Regions from separate parts of the Hordeum vulgare genome. Here region 1 is linked to region 2. A link is a contact called in public Hi-C data. All regions are on one chromosome and are shown on one strand. Each heading gives the region's core, a stretch centred on a gene start, on an enhancer-like site or on the middle of the called end of the contact. The rest is flanking DNA. Distances are from core to core; before and after follow the strand shown. Region 1 has its middle 170 kb from the start of LOC123448570. Region 2 holds the start of LOC123448566 (3-oxoacyl-[acyl-carrier-protein] synthase II, chloroplastic-like).

Evidence for each region. A called contact is a pair of places that touch in the nucleus more often than the background predicts.
Region 1: a contact with region 2 is called in a Hi-C map of leaf, with 2.7 times the contacts expected there. The contact joins the enhancer-like site here to the promoter of LOC123448566 in region 2. A contact is called at or near these places in 2 of 6 Hi-C or Micro-C datasets (leaf and seedling).

Annotation. Positions count from the first base shown.
Region 1 is chr4H:325,809,640-325,814,634 of MorexV3_pseudomolecules_assembly, reverse strand. No RefSeq gene overlaps it. Among protein-coding and RNA genes, the nearest start is that of LOC123448570, 170 kb to the left of the region's middle. Within about 2 kb of position 1,279, at least 2 of the 3 cell types and tissues checked have open chromatin away from gene starts, as enhancers often do. A contact at or near this core is called in leaf, where this site is marked.
Region 2 is chr4H:325,358,842-325,364,015 of MorexV3_pseudomolecules_assembly, reverse strand. It overlaps LOC123448566 (3-oxoacyl-[acyl-carrier-protein] synthase II, chloroplastic-like), which reads left to right and starts at 2,016. Exons shown (of 12, transcript XM_045125511.1): 1 at 2,016-2,552; 2 at 3,342-3,547; 3 at 3,650-3,853; 4 at 3,944-4,054; 5 at 4,138-4,233; 6 at 4,304-4,349; 7 at 4,475-4,554. The coding sequence starts at 2,390. It overlaps LOC123446449 (a long non-coding RNA gene), which reads left to right. Exons shown (of 3, transcript XR_006631355.1): 2 at 1-291; 3 at 775-1,403.

The sequences.
Region 1 (4,995 bases), core at 30-2,529, 450 kb before region 2:
CATTATTGGTTTACCACTTTTGAACTTCACAAGTTAGTTTGATTTCATCAGGATGTCAACAATATTACTTCGCAGCAACTCTGTGGAGTCCTTTTAGATGGCGGCCTCTACGATTCGAGGTACATAATTCATGCTACTCAGATAGATTATTTTAGTAATATGAAAATTTGGTCTTTTAAGTCTACGTAAATTTCGTAGCATGTACGACACCCAAAGCAGCTTCTGTTACAGCATACTGCAATCTAATCGGATGATGTGCTGGATGGAGCCTGCAAGCAGGATTGGACATGACATGGAAGATGCAGTACTGGTCACACTTACATGCCAGCATGCGAACGGTCACGCTGAGGTCGTATTCATCTATAACATAAGTTCTATGTTCCATGTCTAAGTTAATAATATAAAAACACCATGTAACACAAGATTTTATTTGCACAACTATTCTAAAAATAATAGTCCAGTATGAGGAAAAAGATATATTTGATAGCGTCAACTAGATCCTTCTTTTTCAAAGAAAATGGATGTTTATATGAGATATTGACTTTTTGTGGGTTTTATGATGTACGCCAACATGAGCAAATGAAGAATTATTTACATGGGAATAATCATGCAAACTTGGGTGTTTCAGTTTTGCCTGCAAACATGTGTGTGGGTCCTGAAGATGTTGGATTATTTTTTATACTTATCAGTTATGTTAAATTGTGATTTAAATTTTACCGTATTGGATTAAACGTAATACAAACGGTGTGGACATTTGCGTTGGTAACGACGCGTACGAGTACAACTCGTTTACTTGTCCTCCAAGGACTCTCATGTATTGCCCCTCATATATACTTCACGTAATCGCATCTAAAGACGGTATGTTGTCTCGTGCTTGTAATACTCCACGCTAATAGTGATTGCGCCTTCGTGCGTCCGTGATTTTCTTTCGTAAAGGTTTCCACATAAAAATCCGTGTCTCTCGTGTCTCGTTGATCTCGTTTTATCTAATAAATGGTATACAGAGCTAAGGTTTTGGGTATACGAGATTTGAGACGAGAGTTAGGGTTTTTTCCACGCAGCCGCCGCGTCGGCGATCCGCCGATCTGAAGCCGGATCGATTTCTGGTGCCGCTGTATGAAGCCGAGTCCGACAGAGATTAAATCGTTGCAGCCGGCCGCTGTTAAACTGTTCGCTGCCGCGGTTGCTGTGCAAAAAGTCGCCGAGCCGCTGCAGCTGAACTCGCCGAGAAAACTGCCGCGCTGCTGGTTGCTCCAAGTATCGAGGCGCTGCCTGGCCGAAGCTGCCGCTGTTCCGCTGTTACTCAGCAAGTTGCTGCTGCATACACGTCTAAGTCTGGAGGTGCTGTCGCTGATTTGACAGCCGCCTCTTTTCTCTCACGTCAAGGCCAAGGCTGAGCTACTAATTCAGATTTGACTACTCTCATCGCTAATTGCTATGTCCACTGTTCGAACAGCTACCGGGTGCTATCTATTTGAATCAGTTTTTTTTTCTCCACTTAACTAATTCTGTCAAGAATTTTTCTACCGGCTTGTACTACTTTGTGTATACAAATTTATCTATTTATGGCATTCATGAAGTACGACCTTCCGCTACTGGATCGTGACACAAGGTTTATCCTATGACAAGTCAAGATGCGGGCGTTGTTGGCGCACGCCGACTATGATGATGCACTGGACAGTTTTGAAAAGAATAAAATTGAGGATTGGACTGTTGATGAGAAAAGAAGGGATCATAAGGCTCTGTCACAAATTCAACTCCATTTGCATAATAATATTTTGCAGGAAGTTTTGAGCGAGAAAACCGCCGCCGCACTATGGTTAAAGCTGAAAGAGATTTGCATGACAAAAGATTTCACCAGCAAGATGCATCTGAAGCAAAAATTATTCATGCACAGGTTACCTGAGGGAGGTAATGTTTTGAATCATATTTCAGAATTTGAAGAGATCATATCCGATCTAGCTACAATGGAGGTTACATATGATGAAGAAGATACTGCTTTAATGCTACTTTGTTCGCTGCCAAGTTCTTATATCAATTTTCGAGACACCATGTTATACGGTCGTGATACTCTCACGCTTAATGAAGTTTATGAAGCTTTGAAATCTAAGGAGAAGATGAAATTAATGGTGCCTCGTGATGGTTCAAGTTCATCCCAAGCCGAGGGATTATCTGTTCGTGGCAGGACAAAGGAGAAGAACTCACATAATGGAAACCGCGACAAAAGTAAGAACGGCCAGAGGGGCCGGTCGCAATCCAAAGACAAGAAGCAGTCTTGCAGGTATTGCAAGAGAGACGGGCATGACATCTCAGAATGTTTCAAATTGCAGAACAAGGAAAAGAGGAATGGTACGTATAAACCGAAAGGTAACAAACAAGGTGAAAATTCTACTAATGTTGCTCGTGATGATAGTTCCGATGATGCTATTGTTGTTATTGCTGGATGTGCTGAGACCAATGATGAGTGGGTACTTGACACTGCGTGTACTTTTCATATGTGCCCGCATAGAGATTGGTTTACTACTTTTGATTCTACCACTGCTGTTGGTTCCGTTTTGGGTTTTGATAATTCACCATGCAAGATTGAAGCCATAGGTTCCATTCGAATCAAGATGTTTGATGGCACAATCAGAACTTTGACAGATGTTCGGTATATTCCGAAGATGAAGATAAATCTTATCTCTGTGAGTGCCTTGATGCAAAGGGGTACAAGTATTCAGGTGGAGATAGCGTTTTGAAGGTCACCGAAGGTTCTCTCATTGTGATGAAAGGTGACTTAAGTTCGACCAATAGTCTTAATTACCTTCGAGGTTCTACCGTTTCAGGTAACGCTACTCCGGTTATTTTAAAGAATTCTGATTGTGATGCTTCTAACCTTTGGCATATGCGTCTTGGACATATGAGTGAACTTGGTTTGGCTGAGTTAAATAAGAGAGGTCTTCTTAAAGGATATCAAACTGGTAAATTGAAATTTTGTGAGCATTGTATCTTCGGCAAGCACAAGAGGGGCAAGTTCAACACTTCGACTCATACAACTGAAGGTATTCTTGATTATGTTCATTCTGATTTATGGGGACCATCTTGCAAAAAGTCACTAGGTGGTGCTAGTTACATGTTGACTATTATTGATGATTATTCGAGAAAGGTTTGGCCTTATTTCTTGAAGCATAAATGGCAAGCTTTCTTAGCTTTTAAGGAGCGGAAGATTGTGATTGAGAGACAAACTGAAAAGAAGGTAAAAATGCTTCGCACTGATAATGGTATGGAATTATGTTCTAAGCAGTTTGGGAATTATTGCAAGTCTGAAGGCATTGTCAGACACCACACCGTTCCTTATACTCCTCAACAAAATGGTGTTGCTGAGCGTACGAATAGGACCATTATTTCCAGAGCCTGTTGCATGTTGTCCAATGCAGGTTTGCATAGGCGTTTTTGGGCTGAGGCCGCTTCCAGTGGTTGTTATCTCATCAACCGTTCACCATCTATTCCTCTTAATAAGAAAACTCCAATTGAGGTATGGTCTGGTTCACCTGCTGATTATTCACAGTTGAGAGTTTTTGGTTGCACTGCTTATGCTCATGTTGATAATGGAAAATTGGAGCCAAGGGCTGTTAAGTGCATCTTTCTTGGTTATAAATCTGGTGTTAAAGGTTTAAATTGTGGAATCCTGAAACACAAAAGATTGTTATTAGCAGGAACGTTATCTTTAATGAATCTCCTATGTTACATGATGTTGCATCTACTAATGTTCCAATTAAGAGTGAATAGCAGCCTACTGTTCAACAGCCTACTGTTCAGGTGGAGCATGTTATCGATTCAGGTGATACTTATGATAAGGAAAATGTTGATGCACATGATGAACCCGTCTTTGATGATGAACATGTCACTCCAAATCAGCCTATTGTTCCACCCGGTTGGAATCTCGCACGTGACAGAGTTAGGCGGGGTATTAATGCACCTGAAAGGTTAATTGAGGAGTGCAATATTGTTTGTTTTACTTTATCTGTTGCAGAAGAAATTGAAGGTAATGCTGAGCCTTTTTCATATTCCGAGGCTATCATTTCTAGTGATAGTAATAAGTGGATGACTGCTATGCAGGATGAGATGGAATCACTTGAAAAGAATGGCACTTGGGATTTAGTAAGATTACCTAGAGAGAAGAAACTTATTCATTGCAAGTGGGTTTTCAAAATAAAGGAAGGTGTTTCTCCAAATGATGAGGCAAGATATAAAGCAAGGTTGGTTGCTAAAGGTTATAGCCAAATTCCAGGTATTGACTATAACGAAGTCTTTTCTCCTGTTGTGAGGCATAGCTCTATTCGCACTTTACTTAGTATTGTTGCCATGAATGATTTTGAGCTTGAACAATTGGATGTTAAAACTGCATTCTTACATGGAGAATTAGAAGAGCATATTTATATGGAACAACCTGAAGGTTTTGTTATTCCTGGAAAAGAAAAGCTTGTATGTAAGTTAAAGAAATCTCTTTATGGATTGAAGCAATCCCCTCGACAGTGGTAGAAGAGATTTGACACCTTTATGCTCTCTCAAGGTTTCAAACGGTCTAATTATGATAGATGTGTTTATTTGAGAATTGTCAATGGTTCAACTATTTATTTGCTCCTTTATGTTGATGATATGTTAATTGCTGCTAAGAGCATGTTAGAGATTGATGAACTAAAGAAGCAATTGAGTAATGAATTTGAGATGAAGGATTTGGGTGCAGCAAAGAAAATACTTGGCATGGAAATATCCAGAGATAGACCGTCTCGAAAATTATATCTCAGTCAGAAGGGATATATTGATAAAGTTCTTCGTCGTTTTAATATGCATAATACCAAGCCAGTAAGTACTCCGTTAGCTGCACACTTCAAATTATCATCAGCCTTATGTCCTGAGTCAGATGCAGATATTGAGTACATGTCTAGAATTCCCTATTCGAGTGCAGTTGGTTCACTTATTCATGCCATGGTTTGTTCTCGTCCGGATTTATCT
Region 2 (5,174 bases), core at 767-3,266:
AAGAGACCAAAAGTTTTCCACTGCTATTATTTGGCTCTTCTTTCAAGGGGAGCGATACAACCTGAAGCTTTCATGTTATTCCCCTAGCTTTTACTCTAATGGTACTTCAAATGGTTCCCATGGAGGTGAGGGTGCCCATGTTAATTATTTGCTGAGTAACTCTGGTTTTCCAATTGAATTGGGTCGCATGAAGAATTTGCGCACATTGGATCAATTTGATTGCTAAACATTGGACAACATGTTGACAAATGCTTTTCGTGGCTGGAACCATCAACACAAAACTCAAATCAGGTATCTTATCCTAATAGTTTGGGCAGCAAATGAAATTCAGTGAATTAAGCCAACAAAATGGAGTTTCAACATGGTAATTTAACTATAGCATTGATTACCGTTGAAAATTCAATGGTGCTGTTTTTAGTATGCCAAGCGATGCATAGCTGAATTATCGTTGCCATTTTCCCATCTCTCTTAGACATGCATTCAGCTTCTCAGTTTGTTTCTGCTCCTTACCATGGAATATTTTGTGCCATTTTCCTATGGGAAGCATGATTTATGTGGCATCTTATCGATACCATTTTCCTATCTCTTAGACATTATTCATGCTTCCTCGCTAATCTTTTTCTTTTCTATAGTTAATTAATTCTGGATAGGGTTAGTTAAAACTTAAACCTGCTAGAGCTTCAACTATGTCATTGATCCCGTTTTACATATATCATAAATATTACTATTGAGTTTGATGGTTACTAAATGATGGGTTACGTATCTACACCAAAGCTATGGGTTTGTAAGATTCGGGAGCTATCGACGAAGATGCAGATAATGCAAGAGAATGGCACTTCAGTTTCTTTATGATGTCGAGGTATGTTTTGGCATGCAGAGAAACTTAGTATTGGTTTTGGTGGAATACGATTATCTTACTTAGGGGTTTCCTGACCAAGTTTGTCATCTTGTTTGTTCCAAATATTCAGTTTAGGGCTGTTATGTATGTTCTCTACAACGTAACAATTCATCTGCATATGAGCAATCATATTTTCATATGCAAATTAATAAAATTTACTTGTTATTATACCACACACATTCAGAAGGTGAGAATGGAAACTTAACCTTCCATAGATCAGCATAATAGAAGCTACTGATTATCCTAGAAACTAACTTAGGCACTCAATTTCTCTGAGACAGTCACAAAATGCATCATGGAAATACAAAAATACGTCAGTAATCATGGAAAATAACTGAAGGAATGAAATACGATAAGTCGATAGTATCCATGCAAGGGAAACATTATGCAATGAACAATGGACAACATTTAAAGCGGTCATTTCTTGTAGCATTTGAACTTGCCCTATTTTTGCAGCGATACCAGTTAGCCCCAACTAAAAAGCTCATTCATAGCTAATCTACGAGTGCTGCTTCTGCTATGACGCCCATGAGTGGGACGTGGGTTGCGTTGAGGACTACTACGATGGCTGGCGCGTGGCGAGCCATCGGTGGTGCGGATGAGAAACTGCTCGAGCAAGTGATGGTGAAGGTGAGCGTTGCTTGGGGAGGGCGACAATGGCAATGCGGAGAAGGCCGGTGAATTCGTCGTGAAGTTCTGCACGTAGATGAACTACATTGGCAAGTCTCGGAGATGCAATACATAGCATGATGGAGAGGATCATCTTTATTCGATTCACTCTTGGAATACTTGTTTATTTCCTCAATTTGATTCACTCTTGGATTGTTTGTGTTAAATTGCTTGGTTATTTTTGTTGAATTTGATTCACTCTTGAATTCGTTTATGTATATGTCAGATGTACATGCGCGTGTGTTGCCTGTCTATGTTTCCACACTTCTAACTTACTACATATTATATTTGGTTCTCAATAACTGCTGCCAATCACACGCTAAAAAAATGCAGCATAAGGGTTAGTGCCCACATTGACGCACACGAGGCGCGCCCTGGGCGCGCCCCTGCCACTAGTGCTGGTGATTTTGCAAGCTGTTATCTGACCAGCGATCTCGCTCCCTCCTTGAGTAATGGATTTACGTTTTCCGTTTTTTTTTAAAGTCCGTTCCCAGCGCACCTTTTGTCGAGCACCTGGCAATGGCGGCTTCCTCCTCGTCCACCACCTCTCAGATGCGCCCAAGCCCCCTCCGTCCTTATTAAAGACCACCGCCGCCGCCGCTTTCCTTCTATCCAACTCCCGCGAATCCCTACCTACCTCGCGCGCCTTCGCTCGCTTGCGCCCGAACTGCCCGCATCTCTCGCGGGCACAGACCCCCGTCCCGGTCCTTGCCTCTGCCGTTTCGTGGAACTTGGTGGCTAGTGGATGTCCCTGCCCTTCCCCTCCCGCGAATCCAGTTGATTCGCATCACCTTCGCGTCGTCAGGATCCAGTTCGTTCGCAATGTCGGCGGTGGCGCCACCGCTGTGCACTTGGATCGTCGCCGCCTGCTTGTCTGCAACCTGCGTCGCAGACGATGAGGGGAAGCAGCGCAACTACATCGGCGGCGGGCTTTTCTGCACGCGCCGCCACCTTGCTGCGCGCCGCCGAGGCGGGGCACGCTCTGGTGAGCCCATTTCGGTTGCCTTCTCCGCATTTTCATGGTTTCTTGGTCCTTATCCGAATGTCAACTGTAAAATTGCGGCCGTCTGTAAGCCTGTAACCATGTACTCCCTCAGTTCCTAAATAATTGTAGTTGGGGAGAACTAGACTAGTTCTCCCCAACTACAATTATTTAGGCACAGAGGAAGTAGGTCGTATCACAGAGTGTTCGGTGCGGTGTAAACGTCTGGGATTTATAGAGTTTCAGTTGTCAAATGGCTCGTGTGCATTTGGGGTTTCAGGCGAGAGACAATTATTCGCTGCTTTGTGCATGATTCTGTATGAGTAAATCTTGTTCTTATACTGTATGGAGTTTGGGGCTTGCCATGTCCATGACATGATTCATACTGTACGTGTGATGCATGCTCGAGTGAATAAGTGACTTCACCATATGACGCTGTCATTAAAATTAAAGTATATTTTATCATAAACGTGTTTTTTTATCAGAATGGAATTAAACATGTGGAAACTAAGTGGCAATTGGGGAATTCGGTGTTGAAGATTGTACTATAAAAAACTGGGATTTTTTTGGAAAACATATGATTGGAATTATTGCTAATGTGCAACTTCCATTGCCATTTGTTTCATTTCATGCGAAATATTGTTCGTTGGTTTTGGTTGCTTAAAGAAACATCTAACTGATAAACGCATTTTTGCGGGTGATGCTACTTTTCTTTTGTGTGAGTCTATTTGTCGCATATGCTGACTCAAATTTGTTATTTATCACCTAAATGAGATGCCTTATGGACTGCAGGAGTGCCCATTGCTGTTTCCTTTCATCCTGAAAGAGGAGCTGTGGAAAACAACAAATCTGAAACCAAACAACGGAGGGTAGTTGTCACTGGCATGGGTGTCGTGACTCCGTTAGGCCATGAGCCTGATGAGTTTTACAACAACCTTCTACAGGGTGTCAGTGGAGTAAGTGAGATAGAAGCATTTGACTGTTCCAGCTATCCCACGGTATTACTTTATTCTACTTAACTTGGGTGTGGGGTTTTATTTTGCGATGTAGCTGAAATATCCCTTACAGTTACACTGCTTGACATGCTATCTTTCATACAGAGAATTGCAGGAGAAATCAAATCCTTCTCAACAGATGGTTGGGTTGCACCAAAGTTAGCTAAGCGAATGGATAAGTTCATGCAATATTTGATAGTTGCTGGTAAGAAAGCATTGGACAATGGTGGAGTCACTGAAGATATCATGAACGAGTTGGACAAATCGAGATGTGGAGTTCTAATTGGATCTGGTATGGGTGGCATGAAGGTTCGGATCTCACAGTGTATATATGTACTTGTAGAGAAGGCAGTGTTTATTACACTGTTTCCTTCATGCTTACGATGCTATTTTAAGCAGGTTTTTAGTGATGCAATTGAAGCATTGAGGGTCTCCTACAGGAAGATGAACCCATTTTGTGTACCTTTTGCAACTACAAACATGGGCTCTGCAGTACTTGCGATGGATTTGGTGCATTATATGATCTGGATTATCAGTTTTTTAATTTTCTCAGTGGTTAACGCTGATTAATTTTAAGTTGTATGCCTATGCAGGGCTGGATGGGCCCAAACTACTCCATCTCTACTGCTTGCGCCACTAGTAACTTCTGCATTCTGAGTGCAGCTAATCATATCATGAGGGGGGAAACTGTAAGTAACTTGATTTTTCGTGATATCCTGTGAGGAATGCCTTACTTGTTGACATGTCCTAAACATGCAGGATTTGATGCTTTGTGGTGGTTCTGATGCTCCCATTATACCAATTGGTATGGAAACTCATTATTTGAGATGGCATCATCCGAATTGTTATTGGCTTTTTATTGTTTTGTTTTACTTGAACATCTTGTCTTTGCATGAATATTATGGTGATCATTTCTACTGTTACATGCAGGATTGGGAGGTTTTGTGGCATGTAGAGCTCTTTCACAGAGAAATAGTGATCCAACAAAAGCTTCTCGGCCTTGGGATGTGGTTAGTCCTTCCAAGATTTGTTTAATATAACCACTACCTAATAGCCAAATAATATGAATCTACAGTCTATGCTTCATGTTTATACCATTGATACATTTGTTTTCATGTTTTTACTGGCTTGGTGCACATATTTACCTGGTGGTCATGATTCTGCACTAGTCGCACTGTTTGTAAAGCGTCCCTAAAGTGTGAGAGTGCCCTCCGGGCTCAAAGCGTCCAGCTCGCTTTAGACATTAAAGCGTCTGAAGCGCCCGCTTAGGCGTCCTGATTGGCGCTTTAGTGCAGAGAGGACGCCTTAGACTTGCCAGGCAGGGGAACAGAGGTTTTCGGCGGGAAAACTGGGCTCATATGTGAAACAGTTACAGGAGGGGAAAGAAAGAGAGAGAACCAAACCCAGAGCGTGTAAATCGCCAGGCTTTCAGCTCTCTCCTCTGTCAGCAGCTTCCTCCTTAGATCTGCACCAGCTTCCTCCTCTCCGGCCACAGCTCCTCAGCTTTCTCCTCTCCGGCCACAGCTCCTCAGCTTCCTCCTCTCCGACTTCAACTCCTCCCCCCTTCCTCTTATGCAACCACAATGTATAGCTCCTGCCCTCTCTTCTCCCCCTTCCACTCCCTTTGTTC